Linked DNA regions of Mus musculus: region 2 is linked to region 1. The links are chromatin contacts, called in public Hi-C maps. All regions are on one chromosome and are shown on one strand. Each heading gives the region's core, a stretch centred on a gene start, on an enhancer-like site or on the middle of the called end of the contact. The rest is flanking DNA. Distances are from core to core; before and after follow the strand shown.

Region 1 (2,717 bases), core at 107-2,606:
AGTAAGGAAAACAGCAGAGTGGCTCTCATATTCAGCAGCATGAGCAACTACAAAGAAATGCATGGTGTGATTATGCTGCTGTGAGAGAGAGAAAAGCCACCATTCCCCAGGTCAGGAGTTAACAGCACTAGCTGCTTTTCCAGAGGTCCTAAGTTCAATTCTCAGCATTCACAAGGCACCTTATAACCATCAGTAACTATAGTCCTATGGGATCTGACACTCTCTTCTAGTGTACATACACTTTAAATTTATTCATTCATTCATTCATTGTAGACCGGTTTCTGGGGTAACTTTAAAGCTATGGCCTCCTTTGTTTTCATTTTGAAAGAGGATCTCAGGTAGACCAGGTTGGCCTCAAACTCAGTGGTAGCTGAGAAAGACATTAAACTTCCTGCGCCTCCGGTCTCTTCCTTCTGAGTGCCAGGATAACAAGACAATGCCACCATACTTAGCTAAAGCCACCATGTCTTGATAAATGTTCAAGACAATATCAATATTTGTCACTCATGACTTGCACATGTCTCTTAAGTTCCTACACATTATCTCTTGTGTTTCTGTTTACATCTAACTCAGATCCTCACCGGGCTTGGAGCTACCAAAGGCAGAGACTTGAACTATGTTTTGGCAGTCAGTACAGGGCTGGAGTCCATAGTTCTGAGCATGCTCTGCTATGAGTGGCAGTTAGAGACAAAGTTCCATCACTCATTCACTTACACTTTCCCTCCCTCACATTTGCTCTTTCCACTCAGGCTCTAACAGACCTCCTAAGCTTAGCCTGGATATCTGTACCTCTCTATACAGCTAGGGATGTAGCCCCAGGCAAAAATGTTCTTCCTCTGAGCCCCAACTCTTGACTTTTATTACCTACTTAGCTCAATCCATACCATCTTTGGGGCATTTACCCAGAAGAGCAGGCAGAGGTTGATAAATGTCTATTATGATAGCTCCTTTCTCCTGCTTAGGCTATCATCCCACCCCTGAGGCATAGGCACCCTGTGCTCACATAAGCAAGGTGTGTGTTTGGCACACCTCCATGTGGTATCAGCTTAGACCACAACTCCCATCTCTCTCTCTGGCCTCAGGGCTCAATTGTTTCCATACCTAGCTAACTTCGTCCCCCCAAAAAGGGAGGGAAGTATCTGTCTGGACTGGCAGCTCAGCAGAATAGGTACAGGACTGTCTTCCTGTCTCCTCCTTCCCCACACAACAGTAATCCTTTCATCACTGCCTACCAAAGAACCAAGACGTGGATATTGATAAGAGTCCCTGCTGAAAACGCTGCCTGCAAACCTCCCCTTCTCCAGCTCAGGAAGCCAGTGGCTGATCTCCCACCCCCGACCCCAGGCTATCAGGAAGTCATGCCCCACGTGAAGCATTAGTAGACTTCAAGCAAAGGAACAGGATTTCCTGTTCGCTGCCTTGGGCTTCTTACGAATTTGGTACTAGAAAAAGCATGAAGTATGCAAAGGAAAAACTTTATCCCATTTCAAAGGCACAGTCACCTCCTCCCATCCATCTGATAGCAGTAGAAAACTCATTACTCTGGGATTTATGCCTAATGTCAATGTCGTGCCTCAAATGCAGGCTGTGGTTGACAGAACTCAAGAACAGTCCAACAAACAATGGTATCAGGTTTGGACTGTTCATCCGTACCCTGATCCTTACCCTTTCCCAATATGTTTCCCTGTCCCTGCAGAACCTACCCTGACTCTACCCCAGACCTAGCCCTCCTTTACCTTCCTCATCTTTGTCAGTTGTAACCCTTGTAATACTTTCACTCTTAGCCTTGGACCCCTGCCAACAATTCTTTGGGTATCTGTTTCCTATCTATAACGTGGAACAACGTTTTCCTCCTCACTGGGTAGAAGGCTTTGGAAGTATTGAAGGATAACTCTTGTGCGAAGGGAACAAGGTATAATTCAACCTATAATTCAAGGTTTTTTGGTTGGTTTGGTTGGTTGGTTGGTTGGTTGGTTGCTTGGTTTTTCGAGACAAGGTTTCTCTGTGTAGCCCTGGCTGTCCTGGAACTCACTTTGTAGACCAGGTTGTCCTGGAACTCAGAACTCCACCTGCCTCTGCCTCCTGAGTGCTGGGATTAAAGGCATGTGCCACCACGCCTGGCATAATTCAAGTTTGATTTATGGCTTTTTTTTTTTTTTAACATATGGGACGTGGTGACTCAAGCCATTAGTGAGATTTCTGAGGCTCAAATTCTTAATATATTTTTCTCCAGATTCACAGATTCACAAGGCCCTGGGCTCATTTCCTATCTTTTTTGTGATCAAATGAATTTGAGAACATTTTTATTTGGACGCTTTAGGGGTTAGATTAAAATAAAGATTAGTATTGGAAGGATATTAATATAACAGACTAGGAAGTACTGTTTGGAAGAAGTTAGGAGAGGGCCCAGCAACCACTGAACAAGCAAATAGACTATAAACTCTGACGACAGGCTGCCTGTCCAGTACAATATAGCATCTCCAGGGCCACTTTCCAATTAAAGGAATTTCCAGAAGCTCCTTCAAGACTAGGGAGGGAGTAGCCCTAGTCCTTCCCACCATGATAGAGAGAATGGATCCAGAGGGTGTCAGTTGAAACCATCTCCTATTCTCCCTGCTTGCTTTGCCTTGATTCTTAAGCAGGTCAGAGCAACCCAAACCCAGCTGTGAATAAGATCAGACCCATCCAACTTTGCCAGAGATAGTTCTGTTGAATCT
Region 2 (2,717 bases), core at 101-2,600, 40 kb after region 1:
CTTTTAAAATAAATTGTATATGTTCCTGTCCAACGCTGAGCTAAGAACACCACCAAATCAGGCAGAACTCTACGCGAATGTGTCCAGGCTCTCTAAAGAAAACCCCCATGCTTCCTGTCTTTTATTTTTGTTAAATGATTTCCCTGCTTTCTGCTGGTAAGAAATATTTCCAAGTTTTTCTGTCTTGTCTGTTATGATGGCTATTCTTGGTAGACAAACTGACTACAAATTAACTAAGACCCAAAAAGTTGCATATACCTGTGAGAGATTTTTCTTAATTAAAACTTATGAAGTGGGAAGACGCTTCTGGGTCTTTTGAGGCGATAAGATCCACCTTTAATCTGGGCCACACCTTCTGGTGACAGTCCACATAAATAGAGAAGAAAGAAGCTCTCTCTCTCTCTCTTTCTCTCTCTCTCTCTCTCTGCCCTATCTTTGGTTAGCAAGTTCATTCCTTTAGAGCCTCCTTCTTTGAAAATGTGGTATACAGTGAAGCCCAGCTTAGACACGCAGCCTCATGGACTGAACTACTGGATTCTTCCAATTTTAGTTGCTAGACAGCACTTGTTGGTCTAGCTGGACCACAGCCTGCGAGCCGTTTTAATAAATCCCCTTTCTACATACAGAGAGGGAAAGAGACGCTCATTTTTATCATTTCTGTTCATCTAGAGAACCTTGACTAATACAGCTGCGTTTTCTCACCTTAACTCAGAAAAATGTTAGGAATAGTGTTCATAAACAACATTCTTCCTCGAACCATTTCTTTCTAATTATTCAAGTTACCGTGGAGACTACACTTATCATTAGTGTTAATTTGTCAAGAGATAGACCTGAATTTCAGGAAGAAAACTCCTATAGGGATGGATCCACCATCCAGCCTTCTTGTGGGAGAAACACATTTCATTGTGTTTGTGATGTGGTTCCAGGTTTTCTCTCAGGATTGTCCAGTGTACCTTTGCCAGCCAGGTAGAACGTAGCTGTAGCTCACCTGACCTCACCGTGAACCCACAGAACAAACATTTGTTTTCTAAAATCTCCTTAATTATTAATATCGTGGGCACCCTTCCACTTGTGGGACAGGAGAAACACTCCACTCCACATTTTGTAATGTGCTATTTAAACTAGCTACCTTGTGTCAAGGAGGAAAAGGGGAAAGTGCCTACCACGCAAGGAAAGATAGAAGTGAAGCTACCTCAGGTCAAGAGCAAGGACTCCTGAAATGCAAATATCTGCAACAGGAAATACTGTTCTGTGCTGTTCCTTAAACTCCAACGCCAAAGGAGGGACTCTTGTCACTCAGGCCTCATCAGCCAATGAGAACCTGCAGTCGGAGCGTCATCGGGGAGGCGGGCTCTTCCGGGCGCCAGGCTCCAGGCTCCGTTCCGAAGCTGGGAAAATGCAAGCGGTTCTTTGCGTGTAACAGGATCTGTGAGGGGTGCACGCGAGCTTGGAAGCCACGCTATGGTGAGCAAGGGACCGCAGTCTTGGGAGAAGTGGGCTGCTGAGCCTCGGCATCCCTTTTGGTAGGCTACCCTTGGACTGGATGGAAGCTAGTGGGCCAGATGTGGAGTTGTATGAAGTCCCATGCGGTCTCTGTAGTTCCCTGTACCAAAGTGGTGACCTCTGAAGAACTTCACCCTGTGGGCAGCGTCTGTGTAGAGCTTTGGGGACATGGTGTGTGCGTAGAAACATCTTTGTAGCCAACATCACCGTGCTTCTTGTGCATCAGAGGACGGCAGGTTGCCGTTTTAGTTTAGCTAGCATCTCTAGAATTTCTGTTCTTCGGATTTCACATTTGGAGTTAATTTTGTGGGTATTGTGCATGGAATCTTATGTGTTGGTAGCACTCCACTATTTTGCTGAGATGATAATGCAAAGGATTTACCAATGCTTCGGAGAGAATAAGTCACACAGAGTAGAGTTTAGCTAAAGGTGGGCTGCCTCTGAAACACCCAAAGATATAGTGTATTAATGAGGTCTGTAAGAGATGAAGTGCTAGATACGCATGTTTGTTCACCAGGATTGTCTAGACATTTGGCTCCAACCATAAGGAAGGAGACAACCCTGATCTTAAACAGCCGCTAGACCGATGCCCTTAAGAAGTGGCAGGAGACCAAGAAGCTGCTCAAAGGAGCAGGTAGGGTCATGTAACCAACATTAAGGCCTGGTGTGCCATAAAAGTCCTGTTTTCTTCTTAGGCAGTGGCTGCTTTCTATGGATCCTCTTATATAGATGCAGCCAGTTGTCCTTTTGTTAGCAAGCCAGACAGCAGTATGGTCTTCACTGTAGCAGCATCAAGATCTCGGCCTGCCTGCTGTGGGCCTCTGCGTTTATTAGTTATAAGGAGCCGTCACATCATTACTACATTATCTGCTACACACAGCGCTGACCTGAGCTGGAGAGCTGACCTGAGCTAGCTGCTCCTCAGCTTAACACCCAGCTCAGTCCTCTTCTAACTTCTTAGTGTGCTCTCTATGATTTCCCACCCCAGCTTTTATCTTTTCTCCTTTATACTTTTATAATCTTTCTCAGTCTGGCATATTCACCTAGGGACCCTGACACTGAAGAATGGTCTACTGTTCCAGGATACTGGTGTACTTAAGAAATAGTCCTGGGAATACTTTGTTGTGTAAGCCTCTCTTCTGCCTAAGTAACCACTTAGCAACTTAAAATTGGACTCTCCTGTCTCTATGTGAATTGTTCAGCGTGTAACCTGG

Evidence for each region. A called contact is a pair of places that touch in the nucleus more often than the background predicts.
Region 2: a Hi-C map of Th2 cells shows a contact between it and region 1, with 1.8 times the contacts expected there. The contact joins the promoter of Zfp930 here to the enhancer-like site in region 1. A contact is called at or near these places in 1 of 39 promoter capture datasets (macrophages), 3 of 15 datasets of contacts at CTCF or cohesin (CD8 T cells, the NIH/3T3 cell line and embryonic stem cells), 10 of 484 Hi-C or Micro-C datasets (the 3T3-L1 cell line, CD4 T cells, DN3 thymocytes and 3 more), 11 of 115 datasets of contacts at active chromatin or transcription factors (CD8 T cells, the SCID.adh cell line, bone marrow-derived dendritic cells and 6 more) and 3 of 9 other capture datasets (adipose tissue, liver and pancreatic islet).

What each region holds. Positions count from the first base shown.
Region 1 is chr8:69,167,240-69,169,956 of GRCm38.p6, forward strand. The region is part of intron 1 of Lzts1 (leucine zipper, putative tumor suppressor 1); the gene reads right to left. Among named protein-coding and RNA genes, the nearest start is that of Gm39187, 11 kb to the left of the region's middle. Within about 2 kb of position 1,357, at least 22 of the 459 cell types and tissues checked have an H3K27ac peak or open chromatin away from gene starts, as enhancers often do. A contact at or near this core is called in CD8 T cells, the SCID.adh cell line, Th2 cells and 1 more, where this site is marked.
Region 2 is chr8:69,207,696-69,210,412 of GRCm38.p6, forward strand. It overlaps Zfp930 (zinc finger protein 930), which reads left to right and starts at 1,351. Exons shown (of 4, transcript NM_001013379.2): 1 at 1,351-1,464. The coding sequence starts at 1,462. Gm39188 (a long non-coding RNA gene) reads right to left here and starts at 1,302. Exons shown (of 2, transcript XR_870488.3): 1 at 1,164-1,302.